Linked DNA regions of Sus scrofa: regions 2 and 3 are each linked to region 1. Evidence: chromatin contacts called from public Hi-C and HiChIP or PLAC-seq data. All regions are on one chromosome and are shown on one strand. The core of a region is the stretch at or near the end of the contact, and the rest is flanking DNA. Distances in the headings are between cores, read along the strand shown.

Region 1 (3,101 bases), core at 231-2,730:
GGCGAATCAGAGCTGCAGCTGCCGTCCTACACCACAGCCACAGCAGCACTGGATCCAAGCCACCTCTGAGACCTACACCACAGCTCACAGCAACAGTGGATCCCTTAACCTACTGAGTGAGGCCATGGATCAAACCCTCATCCTCATGGACACTAGTTGGGTTCATCACCACTGAGCCACAACAGGAATTCCAGATTCCCATGGTTCTTGCTACCCACATCACATTCCCGTGCCCATACTACCTTGGCTTATACTGAGAACGGATTCTTTTTCACGTTTACCTAAACTCTCTTCTGCATCTTTCAGAGAAAGATCAACAGAATGATGAGAAAATGAACGGGCTGTTTGGATCTTCTCAGCCTTCCGCAGCTTGTGTGCTATTTGGGAATCAGGGCAAAACAAATGACTTTGGACTTTCAGAGTTTCTTAGAGAAACTACTAGATTACTTTCTAATCTTACAACAACGAGGCTTCCACACGTATTAACCACAAGCCAAGGCCATGCTACATCTTCTCAAGGAGATGACGGGACTTTGACGCTAGATCCTCACGTCCCCCCAGTCAGGGAGGCACAGAAAGCTTCCTAGCCAGCAGAGAAGAGATGCGAATCAGAAGAAAACAGGGCCGAGAACGCAAGAAGGACAATTTGCTGGGTCATGAACTGAATCAGGTGTGTAAACATGGTTCCCTCTTACCTGACCCAGACCTTGTGGAATTAGGCCCTGCAGCCCCACCCACTCACAAACCTCTACAGTCCCACTGGCCAGGCCCAGCCTCATCCAGACAAGACTTTGCGTGGCGCTGGGCTCCTGTGTACACTAGGGGGTGCACACAGGCTTGTTATCCAGCTCGGCCCTGAGAAATTCTCACCGGTAGAGCAGGGAAAACATGATATGCTGGCCAGGAGCCACTCTTCCGCTCTGGAAAGTGCTGGAAGTGGAACGGGGTTTGGGATTGGAGTTGAGGAAGAAGCACGACATCCTTGTTAATTGCTCTAAGTTGTTTGCTGGTTTTATTTTCAGAGCTGACCTGGCTCCTGAGAGCTGGGGACGAAGGGAAGGTTACATAAGGTGGCAGGCGGGCTCCTCTGTGGGGCTGGCAGCCTGTCAGCCATCCCCAGGGTGAGTCAACACCTGGGAAATAGCATCCAAGGGCGGCTCTTTCAAGCTGGATGGAACTTTCTACCATTACACTGGAGCCACTGTTTGACCCACTCCCAGGCCAGGGAGGCAGGAGCTAATCAGGTCCCCGGGTAGTGTCCCTTTCTGGCACCAGTCCATGAAGGAGGCTCAGAAGGTTCTTTCGAAACTTTAGTGCTGGCGTTGGGGCAGCAGGGCAGTACTCTCAGCCCCAGCTCATTTCACACAAGAGACTTCTGCTCCACTGGCCTACTTTCAGGGTGGAGTGGATGGAGGCCAGCTTGCGGCCGAGCAGAGCCTTCTTCTCCACCCCGTTCTCCACCCCATTCTTCCAGAACCTTCAACAGAGGCTTTGTTCTCCCGGGCCAGAGAACAACGGATGGTGACCACAGTTTCCCAGCCTATCCAGGGGAAATGAGCAGAGGAAAGGAGCCCAGGGTTTTTATTGCCAAATATTTCTTTCCCTAGGAGGACAAGGCATTCAAATCACCAAGTGGAGATTGGAGTTGGTCCAGCCATAAACCAACTTAATGAACACTAATAGAGAACAGCAATGATTGTTGACTTCAAAATGCAAACAAGAACTTTAGACACTGATTCCTATCAGCTTGGTCAGCCTGCACAGATGCCACGGGCTGTTTTGACTGTTGCTTAGCAATGGGAAGTGCACTGTTCCTGTCTCTTATCACTGGAGGTAGAGGTAGGACAATGCACTTTATTGGACTGAATAGGTATGAAATTAGTTTATTCTTTCTCACTTGGAGAAGGCAATTGGTAGCAAAGAGAGTCACTTGAACCATGGGCGGTTTCGAGGTTGCGAGATGGCCCGCCTTTCCTGCCGTCTCAGTAAATCCCAATTGCCATGTGTTTTTCCTCTACAGATAAAGTTTGAACTTTTGCTAGGAGTGTCCATCCTCTCATTAGCGAAAATAGCTTCCAAGAGAGACCTACAGACCAGAGTGGGGGTTAAGTTCAGGACAGTGAAGTCAAAGGTGCAAAGTTCAAGGGGGGTGCCCCCCAAATCAGTCATCAAAATAAATCATATTTTTGCAATATCTTTAATGCCAATTAATGAAAAAAAGAGTCATGGTGAATAAAAGTTTAAAGGAAGACAGCATCAGTATCACTGACTTTTTTCCTTTGACTGCAGGTTCCACTAGGGCAGTGCTCAGCTCTGCCACAAACATTGTTCCTGCTTCACACATGTTTACAACACAGAAGACTTTTGGAGCTGCTTTTTCTCAAAAGAGTGATTGTGCTGTGCGGGGTAGAGGATCCGGTATCTGGGCAGAGGGCTTCCCTTCCTCTGTGGGAAGAAGACCTTCCTGACGCCTTTGAGCAACCCCTCTTCCATGACAGGGCGACCTACCTATGCTTCCAGGATTGTGTCACAGAGAGCCCTAAAGTGCCAGGACTCTGCTGAAAGTTGTCTAACTATTCCTAAAGCAACAGGGACAGGCCTAGAGCTGGTAGTTTATGGTAAAATCATCTCCTCTTTGTTTTTTAGTATTAACAGTAACTCTTGCATATTGGGAAACTTTAGGTTGAATACTACGGACTTGCCAATATTCAACTTTTTTTTTTCCACTTCAAATACATATGGTTTAATCAAATGCATGCCAAGAATGGTAACCTGAAGAATGGATCCCGAAGATGTCCCCATACTAATCTCTGGAACCGGTGAATGTTACCTTACAGATGAGAACGTGTGCAAGAGAGCGCCACCTAGGGGTAGATCTAACCAAAGACTTGTAAGTCTTTCCTGAAAAAATTATAAGCTGTTATTGAAGGATATATACAGTCTATAGACACAATGCAGTTCTTTTTTTTTTTTTTTTTTTGTCTTTTTTGCCATTTCTTGGCCCGCTTCCATGGCACATGGAGGTTCCCAGGCCAGGGGTCCAATCGGAGCTGCAGCCACCAACTTACGCCAGAGCCACAGCAACACGGGATCCGAGCCGC
Region 2 (2,972 bases), core at 142-2,641, 590 kb after region 1:
TACAGAAACACACATATTTACACACAAATATAAATTATATGATCATTTGCCCAACACAATTACATTTCCAAGTGAAAAAGTATGTGAAAGTGGCTTTCTAAGAGATGAAGCATTCCGGCAAAATGCAAAATAAAAAAGTTCCAAGTGAATGATCCTTTAGGGTAGAAAAAGGTTAGCTGTGAATACGCTTGTGAAATATACTGTGGAGGATTCTCATTCTGAGATTATGATCGTTCTTGCCTCCAGGTTCAAGTGTTGCTCAATCAGCAAGGTGCTCAATTCACAGTGATTGCGGCGCATTTCCTCGTTGATCAGGAAAATGCGTAATCTCAGCCTAGACACATTTACCATAAAAATGAATATACGAAATAGGATTTTTGATTTAAATTTTCCAGTTGCAGCATATCGAGAAAAATATATGCAAGAGAAGATTCTGTTTGAAAAGCTCTAATTCAAATAAGTCCAAAAAGAACACATCTCTATGTACCTAACGCTGTCTTGCCATTAGATAGCAAGCTTTTCTCGCTCAGAGCCCTTGTCAATTTGATTAAACTCACAAACACGTGGCTGACTCCGCCCCTTTTAAAAATACTCTCTAGCCGAGCCGGAGGATGACTGAGAAGCATGTGGCTTTGTTTCTGTGAGTGGGTCCTTTAACAGAGCAATCAGAACACACAACACTAGCTAGAGGCGAATACGTTTAAATTTAATACCCCACAACTGAATTGCCCAAACGCAGATCATTGCAGAGAGGAATTCAGAAGAATGCAAATTCAAGTCCAGAATCCAGAATACCCTTCCAGCCATGGGCATTTTCAGTTTAAAAATGGGCCTCATGAAATATGATACTTATTTGTAGTGTCGTTTTAAAAGGCTAATTTTGGAAGCCGCTCTGTTTTCTGCATATTCTCTTTCCAAGATTAAAGATCCTTCAGGTGAAACACTTGATAGAAAAGAACGGGACCCTGGGTGTGTGTGTGTGTGTGTGTGTACACACATGTACGTGTCTCTTGCAACGGTAGAGGAAAAAAGGTCCAATGAAATTCCAAAACAGTTAATTCAGCCTAGACCTGGCCCGGATGACCAACTCTGTCCTCACGAGACAGCCAGGCCGTTAGCTGGCCCAGGCGGCTGGGAAGCGAGTGGGGACCAAGCGGCCTTGCAGCCCGGCGGCCACGCTTACAGATGGCGCAGGTCCCCGCCGGACCGAAGCTGGAGCTGGCGGTGGGGTGGGGGAAGGTCGCCCCGCAGCTCACGCGGGGCCCAGAGCCCTAGCTTCCTGCAGGTTCCGCCGGCGTCCGGCGGGGCGGACGCGCTACCATAGCAACGGCGGCCCGCCCCCCGCTTCCCGGCGCCGCCGCGCCACGCAGGGTGGGATGGGGCGGGGCGGCCGTTGCTAGGAAACCGGCGGCGGCCTTCCGCCTCCGCGGCGCAGTCTCTAGGCTTCCACCCTTCACCTACTTCAGCCCAGCCCGGAGGGAAGTGGGGGAGGGTCGGAGCGGCGGGCGAGGAGCTACATGGTGGCCCAGGGCCCGGGCCGTCCTCCTTTGAGGTCGACCCTTCCGGCCGGGAAGACGTCCTCTCTTCATTTGGCTTGTGTCCTGTGCCCGCAGAGGAGAAATGAACGGAAACACTTCGGCATTGCCTCTCCCGGGACTGGCTGTGTAAGGACAGTGACGTCCCCAAACTCCGCTGAGGACCTTTATCCGCCTTCTGAAAGGAACCCTTTTTTGAGCTTTACTAGGTCGAGGAGCAATGTTAAGCACTTGGCATACATGAACTCATTTTCTGTGCTGTGAAGCAGGAGCTAGTACCTTCATTTGAACATGAATAAAATGTGGCTACGGTCGGAGAACCGGTTGGCGTGGAGCCAGAATTTGATGTCCAGTCTTGCTTAACTTCAAGGTCCCTGCTTTTTTTTTAAATAGTTAAGTGTCCTCCGTCAGCTGCCTCTTGGCTAGCACATCGTCCCGTCCTTTGCCATCCAACCAACACACCAACTGGGACACGCTGTCTGGAAATGGTCTGACAAGGAGATGGAGAAGCTGAAATCGAGGTTGTCCAGAAAACCTGGCACATAGAGTTTACACTGATTTATCATCGATAATTTACAGATGTCCCAGTCTGTAATGTAGCAAGGGAGTTGCAACTTAGGGTTCTCAGATTCTTACTAAAGGAAGAGAATCTAAACCAAAGAATTTGCCAAAATCCAGATCAACTTGTTGTGTGTATCCCATGGTGGGCTACGTATTGTGGGAGATTAAAAGATTTCCCCCCCCCAAACAGGGCCTGTGCACAGAGAGTTTATTTGCTATTAGGAAACTGTCTTGTTTTGTCTTGATTCTTGATTGTGCAAGTAATTTATTAAGGACAAGCTTCCAGAAGACACAAATAAGGGAAGCAGAATAGGGCAGGAGGATAAGGCAAGCAAGGCAGGAATGTAAGGTCAAGTTCCAGCCTCAGCTTGATCCAGAGGCAGCTGTGGGGCACAAATTACACAGAGAGTTGCTCGGCCCTGAAGCAAGGGAGCTGGGTTTTTACACCCCTGCTCTTACCAGCCCCTGGCGATGGGCCTTCCTGAACACCCAACACTTCCAGGGTGAGTCTAGGTGAAGGGACTCTAATAGATTAAGGGTAGTTCTTTGAAGGCTGGAGGTGTGAGCCATTAGGAGAGAAGCACCCGGAAGCTAGAGGATGGGGACGGTGAACAAGTAAAGGGGGTCTGAGAGGGTTTGGGCAAAGTACCAAAAGCATACACTACAGTCCACCCCTTGCAGCATTCAGATTCACATGTTCCCTGGTTAAGTTTCCATCTTGTCCCAGCTTATTCAAGATTCTAACTGGTCACAAATCTAGTGGGACAAACTATAGCTCTTGCCCCTGCAGCTGGTCCCAAGGTTATAACTAAAAATCGTCATCTCTCTTCTTTACCATCTATTCTGTATTCCCCTCATCCTCCACTAGCCCTTTTG
Region 3 (3,141 bases), core at 183-2,682, 820 kb after region 1:
AAAAAGCAAGATAAAATAAAATTAGCACACTCTGCACCCACTTATGTTTCCAATGGAATGCTAGGCATGCTTGTCATGCATGCGACACTTGGGAATGATACACAAATTCAATAAAGCTAACTCCTGTGGAGTGCGACCCTTTGGTAGGTAGGAAGGGGCTTTTATACTTTTCTGGACTGTTTTAATTTTTTGACTATTAAATGCATTGTTTTTATAATTTAAACGGAGCATTTTTTTAACTTAAGAAAACAAAAAACAAAAACCCTGCATGTCACGTCCTTTGAGAATTTCTCCTGTTACCAACATCCCCCTCCCATGCTTCCCTCTTAAAACCACCAGAAGAATCTCATACTTATTATAATTAGCAGCTTGGTGGTGACTTAGTCTTAATGGATTCTAATTCATCCCTGAGTTGGGTTCCTAAGAAGAAAGAAAAATATAGCACTGGATACATCTCTGAAATTATTCAGAAGGCAGCAGTTTGCTTTATAAACATCCCAAGCTGGCCCTCCGCACATTATTTAGAATCCACCCACTACTGCATTGTCTGCCCCAGCCCCAAATACAAAAGAAAGCTCTACCTTGGAGGGCTTGTAACCAAACAGCATTACAATAGCAACTTTAAAGTCCTCTCTGCTTAGATAGCCTTTGTTATCTTCATCGCATGCTTTAAATACCTAAAGAACATTAAATATCTTTAGTTAATAAGGCAGAAACTATTTCTTCTATTATTTTTATTACTTACATATTAAGTTAGACCTCCCAAATCTAAAACTCAGCCGAGGAGTAGGGCTCAGAAATGGAATTTCATTACCTAATTTTAATTCTCAAGAAATCTTAAGGATGCGCTAAAATTTACCCGCCAAAAAGTGCAAACGACTTAATCGCTAGATTAATTCCTTTAAACCCCTGGCATAAATTCTAACCCGAAGTAAATCCTGGATTAAGGAAGGTGAGGCCAAGCGACTGGCTTTGAAAGGCGGGAGGAGAGATGCAGATTACAGGTTTATCACAAATAGACGATGTCACAAGGAAAACAAGGAACTTGGAAGTAGCTAGAACACTGGACCGGGATCCAGAAGGCTTGCAGCCCTAGGCTCAGCCATTAACCAAGACACAGTCCTTATCTGTGCAACCCGGCCGAGATAGGGCCAGGCGGGGTGATGGAAGTGAGAGCCCCAGGTCCAGTTAAAGTCCGAGACTCAGCCCTCTGGACACCTACTTCCACCCATTTCTTGTGTTCCGAAGGGCTGGCTTCCCACATCCGCGGCTGGGCCCCAGCCTGGGATAAAAACATCGCGACTGCCACACTCAAGTCCAGAGAGGTGAATCCACGACCTCCGAGGCCAGAGCCCTCTTTATCGGAGATCGCTTGCCAAGCCCACCGCAGTTCAGGAAGCTGAACTTTTCAGGGCACCTCCAACCTCTTCTCCTATTGGACATCTTGCGAGCCACCGGCGTTGATCCCGCAGTTCTATTGGCCAGAGGTTTTGTTTAATAACGTTTCCTTGGAACAGCCTATGGCGGAGAGGCTCCAGGCCGGCTTCTAGCCTTGGCTCCGCCCCTCTTGTCCCCTTAACTCTTGGCGCGCGACTGGGGACCCAGCTCAGCTAGGTAGTGTTTCAGCGTATCCTGCATGATTATTTTCATCTTCTGCCTCCATACCTTGCAGTAAATTACTTTCGATAATTTTTCTCAATGACGCTATGCTAAACATTATAGGAGACACAAAAAGAAGGTAAAAGGAGCCAATCCAAACAAGTCAAGTCCAAGATTCACGTGCAGATCAGCAAGTCATTGGGGTCGAGCCCTTCGGGGTAGCTAGTTTGTCTGTTCTGTTCTTCTGGATGACCCTAGCGCTGGAGCATAGTGCCTGGCACAAAGCAGACATTCAGTAAACGAACCAAAGTTATTCAATTCAGTCCTCTAGGAGAGGCGCCTGGTTTGAAGAAAACTCCGAGAATAATTAATAAAAAACACCATTGAGCTCAAATGCCAGAGCTAATATCCTTATCAAAGGCAAGGAATTTGGCGAGGGTTCCATTTTGCAAAGGAGTTACTTCAGCCCCCTCTCCTGGTAAATCGGTTTAATCAGATTAAAAAAACAACCCCCCCACAACACTCACACTCAAACACACACACACACACACACACACACACACACACAGAAGCAGACACGCCTGTGTCTGCGAAAAAACAGGCATTCGAGGTTGAGCCTGAGGGAGCTCATTTAACCTTTTATTTTACAGCAGGTTTTACAGTCTGCGCCCCAGGAGAGCCCGCTCCTCCCAGGACACCGGTCTCAGCCATTCCCTTCCTTGAACCTTGAGAGCCTCTCGCTGCCTTTAAAATAAACCTCTCTGCCTCGAGATCCGGCAACCTGAGGCTACGAGAATTCCTGCAGAGGGGATGAGTTTTGCTAATTAACCAACGAAGAACTGGGGGAAACACTTCTTTCTCTGTCTCCCCCTTTTAGGAGACGTGGCCGGGAAGTAAGAGGAGACCTAGGGGAGGGCAGGTCTCTCCGCCCCTTCCTGAGGAAGCCCCCTGCAACCTCTCGGGATCCAGCGGGCTTTAGGACCCGGTGGTGGACGGCCCGGAAGGGGAAGGGGCAGGGCCACGAGACCCGCGCCGCGGCCCGGAGGGTTCGAACTGCGCGCAGGCGCGAGCGGCTGCAAAGGGGCGGGGGCTCAGGCGGCTGCGCGCTCTGGGGGCTTCAGGTGCGTGTATGGAGGCTGTGGGTTCCGCGGCCTCTGGTGGGTCCCGGGTGGCTGCGGGAACCGGGCTCGTGGTTCTGCTCCTTCTGGCCTGGTGCGCGGGCAGCCGGGTTTCGCGAATTCTTCAGTGCCTGGTGGGGCTGGAGGCGGATCCCGAGGGGAGCGGAGCATCTTGTAAAGACACTAGGTAGGGTCTCCTCTTGGGCCTCGGCTTTCTCCACTAATAGTGCCTCTTTGGCGCGAGCACTTGGTCCTGCCGAGACCGGGGTCCAGCCAGCGGGAGTCCCCCTCCGCCGATTGCAATTTCAGCTTCTCCACGTAGCTGGTGGATGGTCTCGGCAGCTAGCATGTTGGGCGCTTACTCTATGCCAGGCACTTAGATTTTCTGTGTCCAGTTTCATCATAAAGGGAAACAGTCGTGTTG

What was found. Hi-C and Micro-C count contacts between places; a contact is called where the count stands out from the background. HiChIP or PLAC-seq counts read pairs in DNA pulled down with a chosen protein or histone mark.
Region 2: an H3K27ac HiChIP or PLAC-seq map of skeletal muscle shows a contact between it and region 1, with 12 times the contacts expected there. The contact joins two enhancer-like sites. A contact is called at or near these places in 2 of 47 Hi-C or Micro-C datasets (liver and retroperitoneal adipose tissue) and 1 of 2 datasets of contacts at active chromatin or transcription factors (skeletal muscle).
Region 3: a Hi-C map of liver shows a contact between it and region 1, with 3 times the contacts expected there. The contact joins the promoter of EFCAB11 here to the enhancer-like site in region 1. A contact is called at or near these places in 5 of 47 Hi-C or Micro-C datasets (embryonic fibroblasts, liver, mesenteric adipose tissue and 2 more) and 1 of 2 datasets of contacts at active chromatin or transcription factors (alveolar macrophages).

The regions. Positions count from the first base shown.
Region 1 is chr7:110,949,476-110,952,576 of Sscrofa11.1, forward strand. No RefSeq gene overlaps it. Among named protein-coding and RNA genes, the nearest start is that of TTC8, 220 kb to the left of the region's middle. Within about 2 kb of position 1,481, at least 30 of the 83 cell types and tissues checked have an H3K27ac peak or open chromatin away from gene starts, as enhancers often do. A contact at or near this core is called in liver, mesenteric adipose tissue, retroperitoneal adipose tissue and 2 more, where this site is marked.
Region 2 is chr7:111,535,165-111,538,136 of Sscrofa11.1, forward strand. No RefSeq gene overlaps it. Among named protein-coding and RNA genes, the nearest start is that of FOXN3, 200 kb to the left of the region's middle. Within about 2 kb of position 1,392, at least 76 of the 83 cell types and tissues checked have an H3K27ac peak or open chromatin away from gene starts, as enhancers often do. A contact at or near this core is called in liver, retroperitoneal adipose tissue and skeletal muscle, where this site is marked.
Region 3 is chr7:111,764,825-111,767,965 of Sscrofa11.1, forward strand. It overlaps EFCAB11 (EF-hand calcium-binding domain-containing protein 11), which reads right to left and starts at 1,433. Exons shown (of 8, transcript XM_021099597.1): 1 at 1,223-1,433; 2 at 582-677. The coding sequence starts at 1,297. It overlaps TDP1 (tyrosyl-DNA phosphodiesterase 1), which reads left to right and starts at 2,270. Exons shown (of 17, transcript XM_005666389.3): 1 at 2,270-2,720.